Linked DNA regions of Oryctolagus cuniculus: region 1 is linked to region 2. A link is a contact called in public Hi-C data. All regions are on one chromosome and are shown on one strand. The core of a region is the stretch at or near the end of the contact, and the rest is flanking DNA. Distances in the headings are between cores, read along the strand shown.

Region 1 (4,671 bases), core at 904-3,403, 130 kb before region 2:
TGCACCCCCGGGGCTCCTCGGCGCGCTGCGGGAGCCGCACCCCAAGATGCGAGGGGTTCTCGCGGGGCCAGCGCTGCCCGGCCTCCACCTCTCCCCTCCAGACGGGAGGCAGGGACAGGGGTCACAGGCCCCTGGGGATGAAGGAAAGGAGCCCCCAGCTGGAGGTCGGGGTCACTGCCTCTGCCAGGACACGAGTGCGTGGACAGGGGCCACTTCAGGGTGGTCTGAGGGGCTAAAGCACGGCTGGCCAAGAGCGGTCTCCCGGGCAGCGCGGACATCCCAGCCAGACACTGCCCCAGTGAGAGCGCTGCTCACTGGGATAGCCCCGGCCAGCTCACTGCCCACAGAGGCCGTGTCCCCAGACACCGCGGAGCCCACCGTGGCGCCTGTTGGTGGCTGCAAGGCCTCAGGCAGGTGGCAGGGGTCCAGGCTCGAGGGCACAGACGCCAACGTTACCCCGAGGGACGGGGACACCCGGGGGTGCACGGCCCTGCACCCTCCCTGGGGCCTGCGCAGGTGGGCTCTGAGCTCCAGGGTCCACCGAGAGCCACCCGAGTGCAGGGAGTGGGTCCAGGACAGCTCCTGGAGGCTCTCCTGCCCTCCGTCCCCAACTTCTCACCAAGGACTCGGGCCGGGGCTTCAGGGCACGGCCAGCCGCTGTGCCGGCTCCCACACCGCCCTGCGGTTTTCCTGCTGGTGTCACCAGGAGGCGGCTGGCTCGGGATTGGATCACACGGCTCTTTCAGAAAACGGGAAACCCCCTGGACTCTGGCTCCGGATCTGACCTCTAACGCTTTTCACTCTGTGGTTCTAGGGAGCAGGTGGGCTGGGCCAGGGCTGCAGTCGCTGGTCCCTGGCTGTCCTAGAGGCCAGAGCAGGCGGGGCCGCCCCAGACCCTGTGCAAACCCTGGCCTTCCCAGGCCTCGCTCTTCTTACTGGAACACACGTTTCAGCACGTGGCTTTCCCCCGAGCGCTCTGGCCAGGGACAGCCACTTCTGCCGGAGGTCTGGTCCTCGGCTGGGGTCCGGCTGAGGTGGTTTTGGCCTCTGTGGGCGGAGCTGCCAGCAGGTGACCCTGCACTGGTGACTGACCCCTCAGCGACACACCCGTGCACCCCAGGCTGTGGGACGGCAGTCTCAGCAGGCCCTGTCCACTGTCGGAGTTGGAGCACCCCCACAGGCAGGAGGAAGGCGGCAGCGGGGTGTGCCACCCACCCTCCTGCCCCTTGTGGTCTGGGTGTCAGGCTGCGGTCAGGGGCCTGTGGCTCTGGAATACCAGTTTCTCATCTGGTTTCTTTTGTGTTTTTTTTTTTTTTCTTTTAAATATTCATTTGGAAGGCAGAGTTAGAGAGAGACAGAGACAGAGGCCTTCCAGCCATTGGTTCACTCCCCAGATGGCCACAACAGCCAGGCTGGGCCAGGCCAAAGCCAGGGGCCAGGAGCTTCATCCGGATCTCCCACGTGCGTGTAGGGGCCTTCGCACTAGGCCACCTTTCGCTGCGTTCCAAGGCCATTAGCAGGGAGTTGGGCTGGAAGTGCAGCAGCCGGGATCTGCACCTGCGCCCATGTGGGATGCTGGCATGCAGGCGGTGGTTTACCCACTGCGCCACAGTGCTGGCCCCATCATTTTGTGTTTTTGAGCTTTTATTTATTTTCATCAGAAAGAGATAAAGAGCTGCATCTCCCACCTGATGTTCACTCCTCAGATGGTACAACACAGCCAAGGCTGGGGCGGGCTGAGCCGGGAGCTACGCGCTCCACCCAGGTCTCCCATGTGGGCGACAGGAGCCCAAGTACGTGGGCCCTTCCTGTTTCCTCCCAGGGTGCAGAGTCGGAAGCTGCACTGCAAACAGAGCCGCTGGGAGTTGACCCGGGCACTCTGATCGGGGATGCCAGGTGACACAGCAGCGGCTTAGCCACGGCACCAAACGCCCTGCCCAAACCTGTTTCTTGCTGCCGGCCAACTGTGTGGTTGGCACAGCTCCCCCTGAAGCCGGCTCTGCAGGGGTCCCATCTGTCTCCGGCCCAGGCCCAAGCCCAGCAGTTTCGGGGGTTCCTATCTATTTCTGTTCCTGGGGGAAAAGATTCCAGAGGGGTGAAAGAAGAGTTTCTGAAACCCTGGTTGGCCGCCTCGGCCGGCCTGGCCCGTCCCTCGGCTTGGCCTGGGTCCCAGGTGGCAGCGTCCACACCTGTAGCTTGCTGGGCCAGAGCCCAGGGAGAAGGCTGACGCGTGGGCCCCCACCACCAGCACAGGGGCTCACAGACTCAGGGCCTGCAAGGGCGGGGACAGCCTCTGGGCACCACGGCCTGGCAGGACTGTGGCGAGGCCAGCATGGCTGCCTCAGCCTGGGGCTGGGCTGAGAGCACGGGCCTGGCTGGAACGCACCAGTGCAGGGCCCCTGGGAGCAGCCTCGGCTCTGGAGGGAGGATGGGGGGGCACGCCGGATGGCTGAGGGCATCCCTGGCCCTGGCCCCACGGAGTGCCATGAAGGGAGTGAGGCTGGGCAGGGCGCTGCCCAGGCTGCAGGACAGTGTGTACTCTGGGGGCGGGGGTGCTCGGGTGGCTCTGGGGCGCCTCAGGGTGAGGTGGGGTTTCCTCATCCCGGGCTGCCCCAGACAACTGCTGGACAGAGGGAGCTGGCCGCGGGGCGGTGAGCCCGGGGCTCCAGCACCCGCCTGCGCGTCGGTCAGCAGGGTCAGCACTGCCGGGTTTCGGCTTCTGAGAGGGAGGGGCGGGGAGGGAGGAGCGCATGACCTCCACCCAGAGGCTCACTCCGCGACGGCCGGGGCTGGGCCAGGCCGAGGCCAGGACTCCATCTGGGTCTCCCCTCAGGGTGGCAGGGGCGCCTGTTAGCAGGGAGGGAGACGGGTGGGCTTGACCCCAGCGACTCCCGTGTGGGACGCAGGCGTCTCAAGTGGCAGCTTAAGCTCTGCCACACCTCCCTGCTCGCCGCCGCCGGATTGATTAGTGACCGCTGATCAGTGACCGCTGATCAGCGACCGCTGATTAGTAACCACTGATTAATGACCGCTGGTTCCAGGAAGGAAGCAGAGACCGCCCCTCCATTTTAGGGATGCGGAAGCAGGCCCAGAGATGCCAAGTCCCACAAAGGGTTAATGAGAGCCCCAGGCCGGTGGTTGGCGGTCGGCACCGGCTGGCCTCTCCCGTGCCAGCCACCCTGAGAGCCGGGGCCTGGGATTTCAAGGGAGGCCCCGAGGCCACACCACGGACCGCACACAATTCGCAGGGTCCTTACTGAAGTCTGTGTTCTAGAAGGTGCAGAGCCACACGGCGTGTGGCCTGGGAGACGCAGTGTGACAAGAAGCCAGGACTCCTTAATCAGATTTATTTTCCTCTAATAAGACAGTTTAGCATTTCAAAGTTTTGCATTCTACAGTCTTACAAACTTTAGTTATTAGCATAGGAAACACAAAAACATTGCAAGACCTCAAAAACACAAATAAATACCAAATAAAACCACACACAATATACAGTCAACAAAAATATAAAACATAATAATGCTATCAGGTCAGACATGTTGCTAACGCATATTAACAACATGATTATTGCTGAGCAATAACTCACACTGTCTTTTTGTTTTTTCTTAGAAGAGCAGAAAACACGGGGCGTGAATCACTGGTCACGGTCACTCGGGCTGTCCAGATGGGTCCTCACAGCGCACAGCTACTACGGACGGCTCTGTTTTTTTTGTTTTTTGTTTTTTGTTTTTTTAAACAGGCAGATTAAAAATACAGAGTCAAATGAGAGATTGGCCTTCTTTGGTCTTTGTTTGTGGGTAACAGAACTGAACGCAAGAGGTGTGCCATCAGAAAATGCAATCCTACAGGGTCACACGGTGTCTACGCGGCTCGCACGCTTCCCGCGTCACAGGTCTTCTAGAGCTACTTCCTACAGAAATCCTTGGGACGGTGCCGGCTTTCACGATTTCCAATTTAGTCATTGAGTTTGCTGTTGAAGGTTATCTTACTTGTCTAAGGGGACTGAGTTATAAAAACCAATCACCACTAACTACAGGAGTGGTGCAGCGATCCTGGACTTTTAGCCTCGTTTTTCATGGCGAGAATTCACAGGACAGACGGACGGACGGACAGACTCTAGATACAGCGCAGCAGCAGAAATGAGATGCAAGCCCTGCTCCCCGGCCTCCTCGCCCGCACCGCAGCCGCCCTGCCACTGCCCACGACCCCTGTGCAGACGACAACGGTGCCCCCAGGGCAGCCAGGACAAGATGGGAACCATCTGCGTGCTGGAGACACTGCCCTCCACCCACCCCGCCGTGGGCACCTCTTCTACTTTGGGGGAACAGAGTGACAGAGATTTGCAAACGGAAGACAGAACCATGGTCTTGGGCTGAGAAGTAATTTGAGTGACAGACCCTCTCTCGTCTCGCACGCACTCAACATGAAGGAGCTCCCAGAGTTCTCCCCAGCACTCCTTCCACAGTCTAGTAAGTAAAGCTCTGGAGTAAAAGTAAAAACCACTATTTTACAGCTCCACCGAGCCCTTTCAACGTGCTGATGACCCCAAGCGGAGGAAGGTGCCGGGAGGCCCCCGGAGAGAATGCGCTTCTGACCGACCCTGGGACTGCCCAGGGAGGCGCAGGCCGCCACCCTGCGGGGCCCTGCACCACCCCTTGGGTGCAGAGGGAG
Region 2 (4,336 bases), core at 1,346-3,845:
AAAATAAAAAATAAATAAAATAAAGGTGAATTTTCTCCCATTTCCATCAACTCCTTTAGGACCCTGAAGCCTAACACTGCGGTGTAAACTGTAGGTATCTCTCCCCATTCCCTCTCCCTACCGCCCTCCTGCCCACAGGCTTCACTCCTCCTACTCACAGCAAATCTAAGCATCGTTCCAGGTTCAGGCCTTAGCTGCCTCTCCTTGGTCACCTTCCAAGTACGCTGGCCTCACCTCCTCCTTTCTCACTCTGTGGCTCTTCCTAATTTCTCTCTGTACCTTACGTCAGTAACTATATCCCCTTCACCCCAAAAAAACAGCAAATAATTTTTCTTCCTCCAAGACCACTTGCGAAGAAACCCACACAGGGTCCTGACTCTGCAGAAACCACCCTGGGCCTCTGGACCTCGGCTGAGTTAGACCTCCCCTGGACCCTGCAAGGAGATTCGGCTGTTGTGTAAGATTTGAAAGGCTGACGTTTGGAGAGTCTTGCTGTAGTAAAACGAGAAAACAGAGATGGGCAAATTTAACGCAGTTTCCTTTGTTTGCCTGAACTAGCTTAGACTTGCAACACCACAGTGACAGTTTTATTTTTCTGGTAGTGCAGCTTTAGCATCATAAGAAAGGACTTTAAGGAGGTGATAAATCATTCTCATCTTTTAGCTCATTAGCATGTCTATTCTGCTAACACCCCCAGAAAGCTCCTTCTTGATTTGCACAGTAAAAAAAAGGAAAGGGATTCTAGCAGAGGTGCTTAGAGGATAAAATCCCAAACACCCAACACCGAGGAAAACAAAAAGCAGCTCAGATGTTTCAGTCGAACGAAGGACAGCCGCACACAAGCGTGGAGATATTCCAACGGAATTAAAGAAACAACTGGCCACTGCCATCGCCTGTTCCCAATGGAATGTCTACAGCCTTCTTAGTGGGGCCACCTTATTAAAACCAAAAAGAATGGACAGCATCCAAGGGAAATAACTGGTCTTTCCCCTCACAGAAAAATTCACATGAATATCAAAAAAAAAAAAAAAAAAAGGGCTGGATTTCTCCGTAGCCAGCTCTCTGCTTTCCTGGTTCCTGCATTGTGACAACCGAACAGATGGCGTCTGGGCGAAACACCTCACATCTTAACCCTTATCCACGACACGGGCTGATTTTAACCAGTGACGCCGGAATCCACGCTCCACCAGGGTTTTCCAATCTCGTCTGCTATTTCCAAGCTGCTAAATTGATAAGGCTTTTATTTTGTTTCGGCCAAAGAATTTTTCATCTTTGGACCAATTCTTAACGTCCCCACTGTCACAATGCAGCGAGAAACACTCCGGCGGTGCGCGGCGCCCGGCTGTCAGACTCCCTACATGTGATGCAGTCTTTTACAGGCCATTTTAAAGACACGAGAAGATTCTAAAGCCAGCAGCTGGTCCACCTGCCCATCCTGCGCACAGGCATTTTACAGACACGTAGACGACAACCGACAACAAGTCCCAGGCTTCACCAGTGTGTATCCGCGCCAAGTGCTAGGGGAAAACACGAAACGATGGCTCCCGTCAACTGTGTGCTGCGAATGTAAATCAGGAATCGGCGAGCGCGCTGCTCCACGCAGCCCTCATGACTCCACAAAAACAAATGCATCAGGGACGACGACACGCACACCCGCACCCGCACCCGCACCGCTCAGACAGGGCCAACGCCGAGCGGTGCCCTGCACGGGCCCCGTCCGGAGGCTTCTCCCCTGCAAGGCACGTCCGCGGTCCTGCACCCCTGCCCAGCCAAGCGCCGCCGCGCCCCCCGGGAGGTGCCCGCGTGGAAGCGGGGCCCGGCGCGGGCCCCCGGCACGCACACACCGCTGCGGGCGACCTCTCGCACCAGCCCGGGGCGCGCCGAGCCCGGGGCCCGGACCCGCCCGCCGCCGCAGCTCCCGCCTGCGAATCATTCATTCATCCGCAGAGGCATGACTCAGTGTAAACTTTTAAATAATGGCTCAAAAAAAAAAAAAATCACCTCCAGCAGCCCGCGGCGAGCACGGTCGCCGGTGTAGACGGAACGGGCGCCCGGCAGGAGCCGCCGGCGCCTCAGCACCCCGGGGGGCTCGCGGCGGCCGGGAGGCCTCGCGCCCCGGTTCCTGAAAAGCCGCGGCCCCCGCCGCCCGGCCTCCCCCACAAAGTTTCCCGAAGTTGCGGCGTTCGGGGGGCGGCGGGGAGCCGGGCCGGGGCGCAGGGCGAGGCCGCGCGGACCGCCGCGCCGCCTGGGCCTGCGCCGCCCCGGGCAGCCCCGGGCCCGGCCCCGGCGCCCGGCGCGCGGGATGCAGGCGCCGAGGGTGGGCCCGTCCGCGTCCCGCCCGCCCGCCGCGGCCCCTTACCCCGCGGTGCGCGCCGCTCGGCCGGCTCAGGGGCGCCGGGCGCGTCCTCCGCCGCGGTCCGCAGCGTCCTGCTCCCCGGGCAGCCCCATGTCGGGGGGCGGGGAAGGGCCGGCGCGGCCGCCGCCGCCGCCGCCGCCGCTGCCGCTGCCGCCGGCTGGAAAGTCCCTGCTGGGCTGCACCCGGCTCGCGCACGCGGCGGCCGCGCCGCGCCGCGCTCGCTGGCGCCCTCGCGCACCCTCCCGCCGGCACTTCCTCTCGCGCGCTGGAAATCCCCGCCGGCCGCCGGCGCGCGCCCCGGCGCGCGCGCCGCCCCGCCCCCGCCGCGCGCGCGCGTGGGAGCGGCGGGAGCCCGCGCGCCCCCGCGGCTGGTTGCTAAGGGCCCTCGGCCGCGGCGCCGCGCTGTGCGCCCCCCGGCGGGCCTCGCCCGCGGCCGGAGCCCCCCGCCCCGACAGCCGCTGCGCGCCCCCGCGCCCGCCGTTCCGGGTCGAGAGGCCACGCGGGGCGCGGGGCGGGCGGGCGGCTCCTCACGCTCCGTCACGCGCGCCCGCGGGCGGCCGTCGCAGCAGGCCCACGGCCTCGTGCCCCGCGGACGCGGCCATCGGCCCCTGCCTGCGCCTCTCGGGGCTGGCGTGGCCGGGTGCCTCCCTCCCACACCCAGGAAGCCGCGTCCTGGGCCAGCGTGGACAGCCGGGCGCCGGCTCCTGCGTCGTCGGCGGGCCTGCGCCCTCTGCTCCCGGGCCGGGCCGCGGCCCCAAGTCCCCAGTGCGCCATCAAGGCCCCCGGGGGCTGCGTCCACGGCCCAGGCCCGCGCCGAGGAGCCCCTCGGTGACCCGTGCCGCCCCGCGACTGCTGTGGAGGGGGCGGCCAGCGCGGGTGGCCGCGTGCGCCGGCCCTGCGGACGACTCCAGAACCCTGGCCGCCCGCCTCGGCTCGGGCGCCCTCAGCCGGGGTCCTGCCTGCTGGGGTCGGCCGGCCGCGACGCCGCCCCCACCCGGACCACGGGCCCGGAGCCCCCGCGCCGCCCGCCGCCCCCACTTCTCAGGGTGGGCGCCCAACCCCGGCGTCCTGAGGGGGCTGCGTGGGGACGCGGCCTCGAGGCGGACGGCCGCCGGGCCTCCAGGGAGCAGCGACCCGGCGGCCACGGCCCCTCGCAGGGCTCCCGCGCGCTCCCTCCCTTCCCGGCTGCCCGCGGCGTCGAACGCGAGGGCTCCGGGCTCCGGGCTCCGGGCTCCGGGCTCCGGCCGCCGCCGGGGCCGCGACCTCTGCTGGTCAAGCCCGCGCTGCTGCTGCTGCTCCCCCCTCCTCTCCCTCCTCCACTTCCCCCTCCTCCTCCTCCTCCTGCTCCTCTCCCTCCTCCTCCTGCTCCTCCCCCCTCCTTCTCTTCCTCCCTCCTCCTCTCCCTCCTCCACTTCCCCCCTCCTGCTCCCCCCCTCCCTCCTCCACTTCCCCCTCCTCCTCCTCCTCCTCCTCCCCCCTCCTGCTCCTCTCCCTCCTCCTCCTGCTCCTCCCCCTCCTTCTCTTCCTCCCCCCTCCTCTCCCTCCTCCACTTCCCCCCTCCTGCTCCTCTCCCTCCTCCTCCTGCTCCTTCCCCCTTCTCTTCCCTTCCTCCCTCCTCCTCTCCTTCCCCCCTCCTCCTCCTCCCCCTCCTCCTCTTCCTGCTCCTCCTTCTCCCTCTCCTCCTCCTCTTCCTCTCCTGCTCCCCCCTCCTCCTCCTGCTCCTCCCCCTCCTCTTCCTCCTCCCCTTCCCTCCTCCACTTCCCCCTCCTCCTCCTCCTTCTCCACTTCCTCCTTCCCCCTCCTGCTCCTCCCCCTCCTGCTCCTCTCCCTCCTCCTCCTGCTCCTCCCCCTCCTCTTCCTCCCCCTCCTCCCCCTCTTCCTCTCCTGCTCCCCCCTCCCTCCTCCACTTCCTCCTCCTCCTCCTGATCTCCCTCCTCCTCCTGCTCCCCCTCCTCCCCCCTCCTCCTCCTCTCCCTCCTC

The links. Hi-C and Micro-C count contacts between places; a contact is called where the count stands out from the background.
Region 1: a contact with region 2 is called in a Hi-C map of an unstated tissue, with 2.9 times the contacts expected there. The contact joins the enhancer-like site here to the promoter of TRAF3 in region 2. A contact is called at or near these places in 2 of 6 Hi-C or Micro-C datasets (ear pinna and an unstated tissue).

What each region holds. Positions count from the first base shown.
Region 1 is chr20:45,991,758-45,996,428 of mOryCun1.1, reverse strand. TRAF3 (TNF receptor associated factor 3) reads right to left here. Exons shown (of 12, transcript XM_051834870.2): 12 at 3,333-4,671. Among named protein-coding and RNA genes, the nearest start is that of AMN, 5.7 kb to the left of the region's middle. Within about 2 kb of position 2,153, at least 1 of the 8 cell types and tissues checked has an H3K27ac peak or open chromatin away from gene starts, as enhancers often do. A contact at or near this core is called in ear pinna, where this site is marked.
Region 2 is chr20:45,857,966-45,862,301 of mOryCun1.1, reverse strand. It overlaps TRAF3 (TNF receptor associated factor 3), which reads right to left and starts at 2,595. Exons shown (of 12, transcript XM_051834870.2): 1 at 2,360-2,595.